Regions from separate parts of the Aedes aegypti genome. Here region 2 is linked to region 1. A link is a contact called in public Hi-C data. All regions are on one chromosome and are shown on one strand. The core of a region is the stretch at or near the end of the contact, and the rest is flanking DNA. Distances in the headings are between cores, read along the strand shown.

The links. Hi-C and Micro-C count contacts between places; a contact is called where the count stands out from the background.
Region 2: a contact with region 1 is called in a Hi-C map of whole pupa, with 1.7 times the contacts expected there. The contact joins the enhancer-like site here to the promoter of LOC5572006 in region 1. A contact is called at or near these places in 2 of 2 Hi-C or Micro-C datasets (whole body and whole pupa).

The regions. Positions count from the first base shown.
Region 1 is chr1:97,623,438-97,626,137 of AaegL5.0, reverse strand. LOC5572006 reads right to left here and starts at 1,322. Exons shown (of 3, transcript XM_001660062.2): 1 at 471-1,322. The coding sequence starts at 522.
Region 2 is chr1:97,656,625-97,659,362 of AaegL5.0, reverse strand. The region is part of intron 1 of LOC5572006; the gene reads right to left. Among protein-coding and RNA genes, the nearest start is that of LOC5572006, 33 kb to the right of the region's middle. Within about 2 kb of position 1,317, at least 2 of the 3 cell types and tissues checked have open chromatin away from gene starts, as enhancers often do.

The sequences.
Region 1 (2,700 bases), core at 73-2,572:
TTTGTAAAGGAAACTTTCTGCTAGCCACACGATATACGAATGCAAAAATGGTCAATTGGTAAAGAGAATTGTCAATAAATTACTGTGAAAGTACTTAAACGAATACTAAGCTGTTAAGCAGGCTCTGTCCAAGTAGCTATTTTATGCCAAGAAGAAAAACAGGAGCGTTAATCTGAATTGTGTCTCACAGTACCCTGCACCCGCCTAGTTACGCTAATGAGTGGACGTCCTTCATAGTGTTTCTTTACATGTAACCAACCTCCCCAGCTGATGGAAAACTTGACTACGCCCATGCAACCACCGTAATCATCCCTGAAGAAAACACCACAACATCTTTTCGGTTGGTTTTCGGTGGATATGGTTGTTTACATTTCTTGAGCAACCACCGTACCAAAACTGAAACATTCACTTTCAATCGATCCCAAGGGGGGAATCCAAGCAACTCGGAAGAACTCTGAATAATTACTCACCTTCGTACTCTTTCACCAGTTTTGCGTTGAAGGCTTGCGGATCGTTCTCCATGATGGATTTTTTGAATGCTTCCGATATTTGCTTCCGGTCCGGTTTGTTGATTTGAATTGGGATCTTAGTTCGAATTGTAGCAAAAGAGGCAATCGCTGAAATTGCGCCTTTTCTCACGAGTGCTTACAGCCGCCGGCTTTTCTTCTTTTGTTTTTTGTTGGGTAATTACGAAAAGATCGGCAAATAGGAACAACCACAACCACAACACGCGCCCCCCTAAATGTACCGACGATGGGGGGAGGGTCAAACAGGCTCACACATCAGCTGGTCTGCCAAAGGAAAACAAGCCGTGGTCGTCGTCGATCAGTTGTTGTTTTCCCGAATTCGACTCGAACTCTAATAATAGATCGCGCGAAAGTCCACTTGATCGTCGATTTGCTTCTACTGACCGCGATTCTCCACAAAAATCCTCTCTCGTTTGGGCCTTGATCACCCTCGGCAACGTTAATTACTACCCCACCGATCCACTTTCCATAGAATGGTCTATTGTTTCTGCCTATCTGTTAACTAGGCCAGCCCTACACTCTCACTGCACACCAATCGTTCTAATTCCAACCTTCCTTGTCTCTAGATCACGAAACGATTAGCACGCCGCTCACAAATCACTTTCTTCGATGGAATGCTTATTATCTTGTCGTAGACTCGGGACTGTCTCAACTGCATCACCCGTCTTCCGCCAAGTCCCCGCGCGAAATTCTAACCGTATCAAGAATCAAACCTTAGACTTCAGAAGCGCAGTAGATCTTTGATGGATCTGAACTGAGTCGTCGATCGTCCGGTGCAAGACTGAGCAAAAAATCGCACCCGTTGCCTTCTAGATACTAAGAAGCTCGGAGGCGGTGGCGTCGTCATCAGTGGCGTGGATACTATCAACGTTGCGCGTCGAATCATTATCGTCATCATCATCATCATTCGCGTGCGCGCGCGATTCAATGATTGAGGTCTTCACGAGAGCCGGGCGCGCGCGCTCGTTCTCTCTCGCGTATCCACGATGCTGTAAACACGTGCTTCAGTGCTCTCGCAATTTAAATTCGGACGATTGGGGCTCTCTCGTTCGTTCTCGAGCCGGCTAACGAATGAACGTTTGTTTTGAATTTTACGATTATCTGACCGAGGAAAAGTGACATTATTTTCAAAAAATGTATCGGATCAAGCCTAAAGGATCAAAAACTTTGAAGTAATTCGTTGTCACGTGTTTAGGGAGAGAAATAAATATTGTGAACGAGTCTGATTTTTTTCACTCATAGGTGAATTAATCTTTGAATGAACAGCTTCGAGTACGATGGAAAGGTTGCGCGACAAGTTTAATGAACTAATCTAAGATGACGTCACGCTGCTTCTTCCACCGGGAAGAAAACCTTTTACTGCGGGCCGTGTTTACAAAAAATGAACGATTTCGTTGTGTATTTATCCACTTCATGTTCATCCGGTGAACATTCGTTGTCCGGATGTTGATCCGGATGTCATTTTATGTAAACACGGCCCGCATTTAGAGCGGAAAAGAAAAAGAAAATCGACAATAAAAGAAGACCGTGGATAAGTCCATGAACTTACTCGATTTAATTGACTTTCGGATCTTCATTTGAGCTTATGTTAGGGTGATTCAATTCCGAACATTTTTAGTGAACATTTTCAATTTTGGATTCCTACCAGAGGAGAACAAAATTGCTCCTAAATACCAAGCTATTGTATTCCTTACCATATAATTTCCAATGCTTCATACCTGATTGAGGTATGGTCATTTAAGGTAATATACCACAAATAATATTTCATGCATATTCTACAAACTGATAATTGGATCAGGTATTGAAATACCCTAATAATTATGAATTTTAATATAGAGGGGAAATTTGTCAATAGTAGTTCAGTACCTCGAGCAGTCCTTAACTATTTTCGAATACCACAATGAGGTATTTTGGAATTGTTTGAACAATATTTTTAAATACCATATTTGATACATGTACTATTGAAAATACCCAATTAATGGTACCAAAACATGGTATGCACAGATAGGTGCGAGTTATTCGTGTCTGCTAGATTGGGAGTTCGTAAATTAACCCTCTAATACCCAAATTTTTATTTTCGATCTAAATATCATTTTTAGTTATCTAAAATCGTTCTGAACACGTTTTGGGCAATGATTTATTTTTACTCGCAATTCTATGAATTTTGGTTTTT
Region 2 (2,738 bases), core at 68-2,567, 33 kb before region 1:
TTCCAGAGTATTAGGCAACGTGCGCGTTTTGCCCTGGCAGTACATATTCTCTTCTTCTTCTTCTTCTTCTTGGTTTTACGTCCCCACTGGCATAGAGCCTGCTTCTCAGCTTAGTGTTCAATGAGCACTTACACAGTTATTGACTGAGAGCTTTCTTTGCCAAACTTGCCATTTTCGCATTCGTATATCGTGTGGCAGGAACGATGATGCTTTATGCCCTGGCTGTTAAGGAAATTTCCATTACGAATAGATCCTGGAACGACCGGGAATCGAACCCAGACACCTTCAGCATGGCTTTGCTTTGTTGCTGCGAACTCTAACCACTAGACTAAGGAAGGCTCCTACGCAAAGCAAAATATTTATTTGCATCATGTTTAAGGTCAAGTCGCCATGAATGTCATCTCCAGACCTCTCTAAACTGTCAACGTGTTAATTAGAGCGTGCCTTATTTGAAGTGAACTTGATTTCTAACCATGCGATGATAGTACCGTTTGTAGTGAATTCTAGAAGAACAAACACCGCTTTTCTACAGCCGTCCAGCGTGCAAAGCACTGCTAGATAGAAATAAGTCCATGTAACGGATTCCGTCAATTACATCTGCCTCAAGTGCGATGAGAATATAATTCTACAAATAGCTAATCAGCAAAGGAGATCATTTGACTTACATGGACGAACGACGACGGCAAGTGATCGAGAACGAAAGTTATTAATTAGGCCTAGTAGACAAGCGCCAGTCTTCGCTAGTCGCCGGCCGTCTATGGCATTTAGCACATCGTAGAAGTCGCGTGCTCTCGATTGCTCTGAAGCGATCGAATACTTTGTCGACCGGTCACACAAACGTGCGTGCCTTGCTCTGCAGTTAACCAACTGTCGCATATAAGGGAAACTTGTCAATAGTGAACCCACTTGTATGCTCACCCTTGTCGTTAACAATCTGATACCAATTTTGTGTTACGTTTTAACGGCATGTTAAAAAAATCCAATGAATCACAAATTTTGAATTTTGACAATTCTACATCTTGGTCCACGAAAGTTCTGCATTCTGAGGGCTTTCTAATTGGATCACAATATACGGTTTGAAGTCAAGTTTTTCTAAACTCAATTGAGTCCAACAATAGTTAATGTACCCTAAAAATGTCGTGTGAGATTTCTGGAAAATTTAAAAGGCGACCGGTTTAGCGTGCTTTTATCGATGATGATGAATATGTTATTATTGCCGGCATGTGCGAAAAAACGGACGCTTCCTAAATAGATAAGTGTATTAACACTTCCATTTTTAGCTCTCGTTAAACCGCTGTTGTGATTCTCGAAACGCGATCGTGTCCAACGAGTTTGATTCACCAACTGCAATTTTGTCGTATGGAGGAATTCCGTTCCAATGAATCGAATGATGTGCGGATCAGTTCATCAACAAAAGGTGGTTGACTTCTGAGGGTTTTAGCGATGCAAGACATGGAAGACATTTGTCAGTACGTTTACTTGTGCGTACGCCCCAAAAAGAAAACGTATATGGTTTCATAACTATATCTAATCAAATAAATCGAAGTATTCAAAATAATCAACTCATCTCCTGGTCACTTTGAAGGTTAAACTTTTTTCCAGAACTGCCTAACAAACCGATACTTTTACTGTACGTTTTATCGTCCCATTAACGAGGCATGAATAAATCAGAGTTATGATCTCTCATTACGAGAAGCAACAATCCAACAACCAAACAAAACAAACAATGCCATTAAATGAGCGATTATTTTTCCCGCGCAGTATATCCCATATGCGATCCAGAGATTGCCAAATCACGATAAGGGTAGCTCGCGCGCAAATGTTACCTAAGCCACACATGTGAAAAATCGGGAACGACGGGAAACATGTCATTATTCTACAGCTAGCGCCGAAGCACCGGATGAGTTCGATGACTGTGTGTATATAGCTGGAGTGTGGAACTGCACTGGGGCTGTTAACGTTGGATAACCATTGGCACTGACCATATGTCACTAAGGGCGGTTTCCATATAGTCTGGTGGCCATTTATTCCAAAGAAACAATAATTGTTACATTTTATTGTTCTAAGACAGCTTTTGAGTAAGCTTTCAAACAGTTCATAGAGATCGGTATAAAACATATCGTAATGCTGTATATTCTATTGAACTAATATATTGTCTTTTTCTATATTTTACTTGCAAATTCTAACTAAGGGATACGTACCAATGATCTTGCCCTGATATTCCTGGAATATTTCAACAGAAACTATAAATGCTATAAAATGATGCACGAAGAAAACTGATCAGAACAAGTCATTTTTATTGATTTTTGGCCTCCTCATCGCCCATAGTGCATGGAGAAAAACTATTTTGTATCTATGTCTCTGGAATACGTCGGGAACGCGAAAACATTGTGACGTTCGTAATGCATCTGTTCCGACGGGAATGTTTGCTTATGGAAAGCATCGCAAGGTTGTTATTACTGCGCTGCGGACAGAAGCTTTCCCTCTGTGCACGGGTCGGGAAAACTTCCGAATGAATTGTGAAAAAAGGAAATTTCTGTTGTCACGTGTATGCGATTATAGCAATGTTTGATTCTACGGTTTACGTAAGGAACCTAAATGTCAATCAAGCCTCCCTTGCTCGGATCGACGATGGCGTAATGTATTTACGTTTCCGATTAGTACCTAGTTGGATTAAAGATAGACATTGTTGGGATCCCACGGATTTCACGAGACATTACAGATAATGGATTTCTTTT